Regions from separate parts of the Rattus norvegicus genome. Here region 1 is linked to region 2. The links are chromatin contacts, called in public Hi-C maps. All regions are on one chromosome and are shown on one strand. Each heading gives the region's core, a stretch centred on a gene start, on an enhancer-like site or on the middle of the called end of the contact. The rest is flanking DNA. Distances are from core to core; before and after follow the strand shown.

Region 1 (5,404 bases), core at 781-3,280, 52 kb after region 2:
AGTTACACAGTAAGTAAGACTAGTAAAAAAACAAAAACAAAAAAACAACAAGAAACAAACAAACTGGCAAGGGCTGGACTGGATAGATATCGATAAATCATATCAGTTCAGATCCCCAGAACTGGTGCAGGAGCCACAAGTAGTAGAACCAGCATCTGGTTTGTAATCCCAGCGCCCCTACTGGTAGAAGGGAGGCCAAACAGGAGAATCTCCAACCCCCAGCTCAAGCTTACTGGTGAATCCAGCCACGAACAACAAAAGGCTTCATTTCAAACACAGCGAAACACAAGGCCCAATATGTGATATTGTTCTCTGACCTCCCCACATGGCTCTGTATCATGTATGTGCCTACACTCACAGGCAAACACACCACCATACACCTATACGCAGACATATTAATCACCAGCAACTGGACATGGTGGTGAAGGCCTTTAATTCCAGCACTTGGGAGGCAGAGGCAGGCAGATCTCTGAATTTTAGGCCTGATCTACAGAGTGAGTCCCAGGACAGCCAGGGCTACACAGAGAAACCCTGTCTTGAAAGGAAAACAAACACAAAGTGGGAAACTGTGTTTAACTGATTACAATGTACAAAAGAATGATCATGCATTTATTTCTATGACATATCTGTCATAACTGAAGTCATGGTCCCAGCATAGTTGTCCCATTGCTGGGAAGGCAGAGGCAGAGTTCTCGACCAGCCTGGTATAGTGACTTGCAGACCAGCCAGCACGCCATAGCAAGACCCCATCTTTGAGAAATCTAAAACCAAAAATCATTGTGGTACTCCAACAAATTTTATAGTATACAAGTTTACCATTGAACTGTACATTTCGAGCAATTTTAACCCGGTGCCACATTCAACCTAAAGAAAAGTTTAAAGTGACCGAAAATTTTCATATTTTATACCTTAAGATTGAAATATAATGAAGACACGTTATTAAACAGCAACGAGAAATGAAGACATGGCCTGTTCTAGGAAATTAGAAGGCAGACCGGACTGGCTTCAACCCTTATCGCAATATACTTTTGCAAGAGAAACTTATTTTTAAAAAAATAATAATACTGACAGATCATAAGCGAAATCATATTTTTGTGTTTCAGAAGCCTATTAACCATTGCTGGGGTAAATTGTGCTGTTCAAAAATCAAAATAAAAACCAAAACAAACAAACAAACAAACAACCCCCCCCCCCCAAAACCCAGGTGCTAGGTTTAGAGTCCTCAGAATCCGAACCCTCCAAGTTCCCTGTTCCACTTCAGTTCAAGCTCTGTGACCTTGGAAAACGTCCCTGGTTTGGAGACATTTCTCTCCAGAGCTCAGTTATAAATGCGTGGAGCGTGGGCCAGGTCACCAGGCATCGCAGACTCCTCAGCATGCTCCAGGTACTCGCACATCCTCAGCTCTGCCGGAGCCCAATCTCTTCCCCACGGACTCAGCCACCAGCCTATTCCAAGCACTCTTCCTACTTCCCCCTGCGGTATCTCCTGGATCTGCACCGGCTTTGTGCCAGGCTGCCAAGAAGGGACCTCCGTATCATCCTTCTTCCATCGGCTGAGGAACGCCCCACTTCTGTCTCTCATCAGGCGCTTCTCCTCCTCACAGAAGCCTAGCTTCCCAGAGACGCCCACCAGGACTGAGACACGAGACCCCTTTCCTTCCCTCCCCTCCGGACGACTCGTCTGAGGAAGCACTCCAGTTCCAGGAGCACATTCTTCCTCAGCCTCTCCAGAATCCCCACCCTCTACCTCCTGCTAGGAAGCCTCCCCCATCCCCGGCCATCCGTTTCTGGGGACCCCTCTCACCTCCGCGGTGAGAGATGTGCCTACTGAGGAATCGCTGTTTCTTTCTCTGGTGGAGCAACGCTGGGTATTTAAGTAACAAGAACGAGGTGACCAAATACCCTCCCAGAGTAGAGAGAAGGCAAAAAGCCGCGGTGGACGACATCCTTGGTCACCGCCTCCTGGGCCTGAGCCCCGGACTGTGCTGCGATGGTAAAAACGGCAGCGGCGCCGGCGGCTGCTCGAGGTCTGCTCGCCCTCACCCGGTGCCCTCGGCGCAGCGCACTTGTTCTTGCGGGCTCAGCACGCAGGCGCAGTCCGACCCCAGCGCCGGAGCAACAAAGGGGCTCCGATACGCAGGCGCGCTGCGGCGCGGAGCGTTGGCTGTCCGGCTGCTGCGGTCCCACCCGCAGGTGCTTCTAAGAAGAGCTTGAGACAGGAGGTTGGAAACTTGCCAGTGGTTTTATTTGTTTAATTTTGTTTTGGCAGTCCCTACCCCGAAAACGCTCTCAAGCCAGGAAAGCCTTCAGGAAAATCTGGCGTAACTGGGAAATGTGCTTCAAAGGAGGATTTCGCGGGGCAGGTCCTAGTCCCTTCTGTGGGAAAAGCAAAGAATTGTTACCGATGCCTCGAACTCGTTACGTACAGTTCGGGTAAGAAACCTAGGGCTAGAAGGCTTAGCCTAGTTGGTAGATCGTACCGGATTCAAGCCCCAGCACAAAATAAATATGAATAAGGAAACTGACAACTAAACCCTTTCCTATAAAGGCTGGCAACTCGCACATTACAAACTAGAAATACAGTAGGAACCACCTTTTAAGGGGACAGGGTCTTGGTTTTGTGAGATAGGATCTTATGTATCCCAGTCTGGGCTTGAATTTACTATGTAGTAGAGGATAGGCCTTGGACTCCTGATTCTCCCCCCTCAGCCTCTAGAGTGCTGGGATTATAGGCATGCCCAGCTGCAGATATTTTATACAAAATAATTAACCACAAAGGCTGCAGCTGTGGCTCAGTTGTAAAGCCCTTTCCAAGCATGTTCAAGATTTGGGTTTGTTTTGTTGATTGAAACAGGGTGTCTCACTGTGTCGACCACATACTGGCCTCTGATTCACAGAGATCAGCTTGCCTCTGCCTTCTAAATATTGGGATTCTTTTCTTTGCTTCTCCCTTTTCCTCCCCTTTCCTCCCCTCCCCCTTCCTCTCTGTGCCTCCTTCCCTTTCTCAGTACCTGCCCCCCACCCCCACCCCCCATCTCTCTCTTCTTTAAGAAGACAGGGTCTTACTTGGCTGACCTGGAACTCACCATGACGACAAGGCTAGAGCTCCACTGCGTCTGTCTTCCCTTAAGGCCAGGGGTTTAATTCCCAGTACAAAACACTGGAAACAACTGAATCACAGTACTCAGCTGAAGCTGGCTTCAAACTCCTAGGGTCAAGCCTAGGAGTTCTTGCTTCATCCACCTGATTAACTGGAACTGCAGGGCAAGGGTTGCTGCCCGGAACCCTATCTCATTGTTTATTTTTTTATGCTTTTACTTGTTTTGTGTGTATATGTGTGCCCGTGTAATGGCAGAGGACAACCTAAGGGAGGTAGTCCTCTCCTTCACCATGCAAGACCTTTTCCCACTGAGCCCTTTGGCTGGGTCAAGTAGCAGCTTTTAGAAATATGGTAAACACTAATTCACATACATTGAGACCAAAATATCGAATCCTGTCCTCACAGTATTCTAAAATGTATCTGGGAAAATAGGATCAATTACACTACATTGGGTCTCAACTTATTTTGCACTTATCTAATTAATAACATAACCACAATTGGCGATGATCATATGCTGGGAAAAGTTACTATAGATTGGTGAGATTTATACATGTAGCAAATTATTTCATAGCATAGGTATTTAACATGTCAGGCCTGAGGGTACAGGTCTGTAATCCCAGCTTCTCTGGAGGCCGAGGCAGTAGGATTGCAAATTCTAGTTCTGCCTGCGTTACAGAATGAATTCAAGGTAGACTGCCTTCAAATACAAAGAACAAACGACAGTGGGGATGATGACAACTCAGTGGTATACTTGAGACCTGAATTCAATGCCTAATACTCAAAGTTTTTTGTTAGCACACATCTGTAATACTAGAGAGACTGAGGCTGAGTATTGAGTCTTAGGCCAGAGGCTAGAAAGATGACTCAACCAGTTAAGAGCACTTGTTTCCTTTCTCTTTTTCTTTTTCCTCCTCCTTCCTTCCTTCCTCCTCCGTTGCTGTTTGGAACCCAATGCCCTCTTCTGACCTCCTTGGTCACCAAGCATGTGCATGGTGCACCTACATGTGTACATGCAGGTAAAAGTCATACACGTAAATAGCCCCAATTCAAAATAAGTCTATCGACAGGCATGGTGGTTCACACTCAGGAGGCAGGGGCAGGTGGATCTCTTTGAGTTTGAGGCAAGCTAGTTACGACAGCCAGGGCTATACCAGATTTTGCAATTCAATTCTTGTGGTGATAATCTAGATCACCTTGTTCTTGTATTCTGTTCTGTTAATCTCATAGTTCCTGCTGGCTTCCAACTACCTCACTGTAGTCTAGGGTGGCCTTGAACATCTAATCTTGCTATCTTGAATGGTGGGATACAGGCAAGCGCTACAACATCCTGTCTTCTAACTTGAGGTGGGTTTTGTTATGTAGTTGTTATAGGCTTGCCTTAAACTCCAGAGCACAGGTCTTATAGGCATTGGGATATACTGACCTTGCTTTCAAGTAGTTTGAAGAGCATCAATTTCCTGGGCGCTGATGGTGCACTTTAATCCCAGTGCTTTGGGAGCCTGAGGCAGGAGGATCTCTGATCTCTAGGCTAGCCTATTGTACAGATCGAGTCCCAGGATAGCCAGGGATACACAGAGAAACCTTAGGCCTGGAGTTACAGGCAGGGCAGCTATGAGCCTTGTGCTTCCTGGAAATCCAAAGAGATCCTCTGAAAGAGCAACAAGTGCTTTTTTAAGAGCCAGGTTTCCAGCCCCTATTATTTTACTTACCAGAAAGATAGAACACTAAATTATGATAAAAATAAGCCTTATTATGACAATGAAACAAAAAGACAAAACAGATACCAAGTATACATTTTGTATCCTTTTTTGTAGAACAAACTTTTATTGATTTTACAATAAATATCAATTATAATGAAATAATGGAACAATTATTGTCCAAATACTGAATACTTGTAACCAAAACACATTGGGTTTTGGGAAAACACAGAATACACATTAAAAAAATTCACAAACATCAAAAACAAGAAGACAATCAGCAGCTTCAGTCAGGGGCGGAGCGGCTGGAAGACTCATTGTGTAACTGCTCTGAGGACTCCTCGGAGCACCTTGTAGCTCATGAGCTGCACGTTCTCCTTAGGAGGGAAACAAGGTCCTCTCTCAGTCACATATGCATAAGGAAATCTCAAGACCCAAAGGCCATCAGGTGGGAGAGTGAGCTCTTGTTTTTCTGGGTAAAATACTGGACACGGTGGTGGGCCTGGTTGAACCTGAAAAACACAGGTTACAAAATTACTTTTTAGATTTCTCAATAAGAAACACCTGAGAGAACTGTCTGTCTAAACAGCAATGGGTTCTAAGAACG
Region 2 (5,754 bases), core at 491-2,990:
ATGAATTAGGCTAGACTGACTGGCCAGCTAGTAATAGGGGTCCTCCTGTCTCAGCCTCCCAGATGCTGGGGTTACAGAGTGACCCAATATCCCTGGGTTTGGTTTTTTTACTTGAGTTCCAGGGATTGAACTCAGATGCTCTCCTGAGCTGTCTCCCCAGCCCTTGTTTTGGCTTTTTGAGGCAAGGTCTCACACAGGCACACCTGACTTTGAATTACCTCTTCAAGTAAAGCTGGTTTTGAATTTGTCATCTTCCTGCCTCCCAGGATTGGGAAACCCTTGTAAATCAGATGGTTTCTAAATGTTTATTTCAGAATCTGACAGCCTAAAAAAATGATGATGTACAGTCAGTCATGTGACTGAACAAAAGGGAAGAGGATGCTCTGGAGGGGGAGGGCTGGGAAGAACTTTTATAAAGAACATTGGCCGTGCACTGAGAACAGCATGTTAGAACTAAGAACTATTGCTTCATTACTGGTAAACTTTATTATTTTTATTTTTAATTTAAAATCATATTTAAGGTACACTTACATCTGTCTATTTTATCTCCTAGAGACAGAATCTTACTTTGTAACTCAAACTGACCAGGAACATTGCTAAATTGATCATGCTGGCCTCAGACTCACCATGTAACCCAGACTGCCCTCAAACTCATAGCAATTCTCCTGCTTCAGACTTCCAGAGTGCCAGGGCTATATATATGAGGCACAGTATCTGCTTCTGCCCTTTTTGTTTGTTTGTTTGTTTGTTTAAATTGTTTTGCTTTGTTTTTGTTTTTTCAGAACAGTTTCTCTGTGCAGCCCTGGCTGTCCTGGAACTCACTCTGTACACCAGGCTGGCCTTGAACTCACAGAGATGTACCTGCCCCTCCTTCTGAATGCTGAGACTGAAGGTGTGTGCCCTGTTTGCAAATCACAAAAGGTTGAGATCACTTAGGCAGCCGGAAGACTAACTGGTTTTACCTGCTCAGGGATTCATCAAGTCTGGTGCCAATTTTGTTTGCTTTCCTTCTTTAGATTGTTTGGAAGTACTGAGGATTGAATTTAATGCCTCTCACATGCTGGACTAGCAACCATCACCCAACCCCTCTGTGCCCTGTATTGGATTCCCACCCCCTTATAAATGTCAGGGATGGTAGAGTACACCTGTGACCCCATTTCCTGGGAAATAGAGGGAGAGGATCAGTTCAAGGCCAGGCTTGGCTCCATGAGTGGATGTTCAAAAAGGAGGAGAGAGGGGGAGAGACAGAGAGACAGAGAGAGACAGAGACAGACAGACAGACAGACACACACACACAGAGACAAAGACAGAGACAGAGTCAGAGAGAAGAAAGAGATGAGGAGGGAGAAGGGAGGGAAGGACTGGGAGAGAAGATGAGGGTGGGGCAAGAAGGGAAAGGAGTGGAGGTAAAGAGCAAGAAAAATGTCCAGGGAAATTTCTTTTGGCAAACTTCCCAGATGAGTTGTCCGGAGAACAAGCAGGAAATGAAGGCACAGGCAAGTAAGTAGGAATAATGACAGTTGTTTAACCGGAGGTCATTTGCGTGGGTGTGGAGGAACCTCCAGGAGGGTAAGAGGCTCAAGCAGGAATAGTGGCTCTCACCCACAGAGTGGAGAAAGGTTGCCTGTTACTAGAACCTAAGGAAGGCTTCCAGAGACGAGGATGCCTCCAAATAAGAGTGTCCTTCTGGTACGGGACATTAGACCAAAGTCATCCAGAGAGAGGCCTGGGAGAACAGTCACTAACCTCACGCTCTCTCTGGTCTCAAGTATAGTCCCAAACGGAGTGGAGTGTGGGACAAGGTAGGATTCAAATCGCCCTTTGTCTCCATCTATAAGGCATTTCTTTCATTTTACTCACACACACACACACACACACACACACACACACACACACACACACACACACACACACACAAATGGGGCTGGAGAAGTGACTCAGTGGTTAGAGCACTGGCTGTCCTGACTGGCTGACTCAGTTTCAGTTCCCAGTTCCCACAGCGGCTCACAGCTGTCTGTAACTCCAGTTTCAAAGGAAATGGTGCTCTCTTCTGACTCCAAGCCCACCAGGCACATGCAGGCAAGCATTCTTATACATAGATGAAAATAGATTTAACATGTCAATTCTAATTACTTACATTCACAGATGTTTAGATAGACACAGTGTCACATGCCTTTAATTCTAGCACTTGGGGTGGGGAGAGTGGGGGGAAGAGGCAGAGACAGATCTCTGCGTTTGAGGCCAGCCTGGTCTACAGAACGAGTTCCAGGACAGCCAGGGCTACACAGAGAAACCCCATCTAAACAAACAAACAAAAATAAGATTCACATAATGTTTAATTTTTTAATGGTCTTGTTTTTTTTTTTTTTTTGGAATAGGATCTTACTATGTGGCCAAGGCTACATACTCACTGTGTAGCCCAGGTTGCCTTCGAACCTATGGCAGGTCTTCTGCCCCAGTGTCCCAAATATTGAAATTATGGGTGTGAACCGCCATCCCCAGCTTTGTTTGTTTGATCTTGAGATTCTCTTTCTTCATTAAAAAAAAAAAAAAAAAAAAAAAAAAAGGAGAGATGGCTCAGCAGTTGGGAGCACTGGTTACTCTTCCAGAGGACCCAGGTTCAATTCCCAGCACTCACATGACAGCTCATAACCTCTGTAACTCCAATGCCAGAGGATCTGACATTCTCAAAGAGGCATACATGCAGGCAAAACACCAATGCTCATAAAAAAAAAAGTTAAAGAATCATCAGAGGGGAAAAAAAAAAAAGAATCACCAGAGAATAGAAAGTACATTTGACATTCAGGGATCTTGTTTTGATAGAAACAAACACAGTTTATTCGTCGTGTGACGGGGGCCATTGCTTCATTCCCTTGAGTGACAGGTATTTCACTGTAGTGAGGTCACATGAACTTTATAGTCACACAACAAAGGACAGTTACGCATCAGTACATTTCTAGATTCCAAGGTGGGACATCAGGTAGGAGGGCTAGCACAAAGTGGATCTTTCTCCCACAGCTGTCATGTTACAATACTGTTAGCTTTAGGGTTGGTAGAGGTCAGAGGCCTCCTTGTAATACATACCAAGAAGAGCAGTTTATGTCATAGTTCAGGAGACCGTCAGATCAGTTACAAAGGTTAAGTGGCTACTAAAGGTCTTCAGATGACCCGAGATAAGTCAGCCCCTTGCCTTGCAATTTCCCATCTCTCTACGATCATAGTGTGCTGTCACCCAAGGTCAGCTGTCTGCAGTGTATTTAATACAGATGCATCTACAGAGAACACCAGTTCACCACCCTTCCACAGTTACCCTACCCCACGGTTCAACCTCTCGTGTGTGTGTGTGTGTGTGTGTGTGTGTGTGTGTGTTAAGATTTATTTTTAACTGCATGTGCGTTTTCCCTGCATGTATGCTTATGCCTGAAGTAGAGATGTAAGATCCCCTGCAACTGGAGTTAAATTGCGGATGGTTGTAGGCCACCATGTGTGTGCTGTGAATCAAATCCAGGCTCTCTGGAAGAGCAGTGCTCTTAACAGCTGACCCATCTCTCCAGCCCCGTCAAACTCACTATTTGAAGCTTCATTTGAACACAAACCCTTGAGAAGATCTCTCCCTTGCCAGGAACCCACATGCCTGTTTGGTCTTAGTCTTGGAACTCTCTAGGTAGGGGTCATTGAAAACTTACTGCTGTGGCAAACTACATGAAGGAAGTGACTTAAGGGAAGGGTTTATTTTGGATCCTGGTTTAAGAGATACAGTTCGTCCTGGTTGGAAGGCATGGTGGGGGAAGTGCGGACAGCTGGTTAAGTTGTATCTGTAGTTAGCTGGTTGCATTGTGTCCCCAGTCATGAATGCCTAGCAAGCTCCCTTTTTAATTCTAAGACACCAGGCTTCAGGGAAGGTGCCACTCACTTTAGGGTTGGTCTTCTCTCCTGTCAATCCTCTCTGGAAACACCCCCATGGACGTACCCAGAAGTGTGTCTCCAAAATGATGCCAAATCCAGACTGATGGATGGTGAAGACTAACCATCATTCTAGCAAAGGCCTGTCAGGTCTTCCTGACACTCTCTAGCCGTCCCTGGCTGTTGTTCCTTTTGACTTTAGCATCTCTGGCTGTTGGCTCTAAGATCTTAACTTGCCTAGATCCTTCCAGTTTCAACCTACGTCCTTAAGTAACCAATCCCCAGATTCCCCCGACTTTAACTTCTATCCCCAACTGTGTATCAAATGCATACATCCGATTCTATAAAGCCACTGTATTTGGAGCCAGGGCCTTAAAGAGGTAACCAAAGCTAAATGAGATGCTAGGGATGGAGTCCCAGTCTGACGGGACTGAAGCCCTTCTCCTCGCCCTTCTGTGAGTGCACATGTGCAGGCCCAAGGCGACCTGTGTATCACCCCACCTTCTACCTTGTTTGAGACAGGGCCTCTTGTTCACTGCTGCTGGGTGTCTCAGACCAGCAGGCCCTCACGCTTCTGGCTTCTGCTTCGGATTCTTCTCTCCTTGTAGGGTGACAATGGATGACAGGTGCTCACACTACCGTGTCTAGCTTTTATGTGGGTTCTAAGGGATCCAAACTCAGGTCGTCAGGCGTGCCCAGCAAGCGCTATACCCACTGAGCTACCACTGTCCCAGTTTTTTGAGAAGATGTCACTGAATGGTCCTGGCTGGCCTGGAATTCACAATTTAGATCGAGTTGGCCTCAAACTTGGGACTATCGTTCTGCCTCACGTCCCAGGCACTGAGATTACAGGCCTCCAACACCGTGCCCAAAGAGCAGAGAGAGGAGAGAGACCTCTCCCCGGCCTTCAGCTATTTTATCCTCTTGTGTTTGTTCATTTATTTATTGAGGCAGGGCCTCACAGTGTGACCTCAGATGGCCTGGAATTTACCATATTGACTTAGAGGACTACTCCTGCCTCTGCCTGTGCCTCCCTCCTAGTGCTGGATTAAAGCCTGCACAATTCTTGTTTTATCTTTTAACCTCAGTTTATTGTTGCCCCCCCACCCCGGGTGTGTTGCAGCTCAACAATAAAATATAATGCTGGGGAGACATCAATTCCTGGGTCCATCCCAATGCCCCTGCCACAGCAAACATGCTCTTCCCTTCCTGGCTCTCGATTCCTTTCCTGGGCTAAGTCTCAAACTCTGGGACAAATGCCTATTTAACATATCAAAGTGGACCTGACAGCCAGGTTCCCCCAGCATCCCTCTCATCGTGTGCTCCAGGCTGGCACCCCTCTCTCCCCTCCCCTGAACTCTGCGACTCAGGAGCGGGAATGCCCTTCCCTACATAATCCAGCTATTGTGATTACCTGCCCCCTTTTGTATCTTTACCATCTTATTTACTGGACCTGATTCTCCTCTCCTCTCCTCCCCTCTCCTCACCTCCCCTCCCCTCCCCCCTCCCCTCTCCTCCCCTCCCCTCCCTTACCCTCCTCTCCCCTCCCTACGTGGCCCAGCTTAGTCTGGTTGTGTTTACTCTGGACTCTCCCAGAGGTCCCTGCCTCTCAAAATGCTCTCCCTTTCATCCACAGTAAACTTTCTCTTCCACCAAGTTTACTGGTGTTACTAGTTTCATACTAGGAGCAGTCATGTCCTTCCTTCCTTTTTTTTCTCTTCTTCCTTCCTTCCTTCCTCTCTTCCTTCCTTCCTTCCTCTCTTCCTCTCTTCCTTTCTTTCTTCATTCACCTCGTCCACAGGCATCCAAGGCAGGTTTTTCTCCAGATAGTTCACAGCTGTAACCCAGTGG

Evidence for each region. A called contact is a pair of places that touch in the nucleus more often than the background predicts.
Region 1: a Hi-C map of the A7r5 cell line shows a contact between it and region 2, with 2.1 times the contacts expected there. The contact joins the promoter of Gdpd1 here to the enhancer-like site in region 2. A contact is called at or near these places in 6 of 12 Hi-C or Micro-C datasets (the A7r5 cell line, the Rat2 cell line, kidney and 2 more).

The regions. Positions count from the first base shown.
Region 1 is chr10:72,379,113-72,384,516 of GRCr8, forward strand. Gdpd1 (glycerophosphodiester phosphodiesterase domain containing 1) reads right to left here and starts at 2,031. Exons shown (of 10, transcript NM_001044238.2): 1 at 1,805-2,031. The coding sequence starts at 1,946. LOC120095167 (a long non-coding RNA gene) reads left to right here and starts at 2,265. Exons shown (of 2, transcript XR_005490401.2): 1 at 2,265-2,433. It overlaps Smg8 (SMG8 nonsense mediated mRNA decay factor), which reads right to left. Exons shown (of 4, transcript NM_001398589.1): 4 at 4,900-5,309. The coding sequence ends at 5,112.
Region 2 is chr10:72,327,266-72,333,019 of GRCr8, forward strand. It overlaps a transcript of Gdpd1 not described here. Among named protein-coding and RNA genes, the nearest start is that of Ypel2, 29 kb to the left of the region's middle. Within about 2 kb of position 1,741, at least 4 of the 93 cell types and tissues checked have an H3K27ac peak or open chromatin away from gene starts, as enhancers often do. A contact at or near this core is called in the A7r5 cell line, where this site is marked.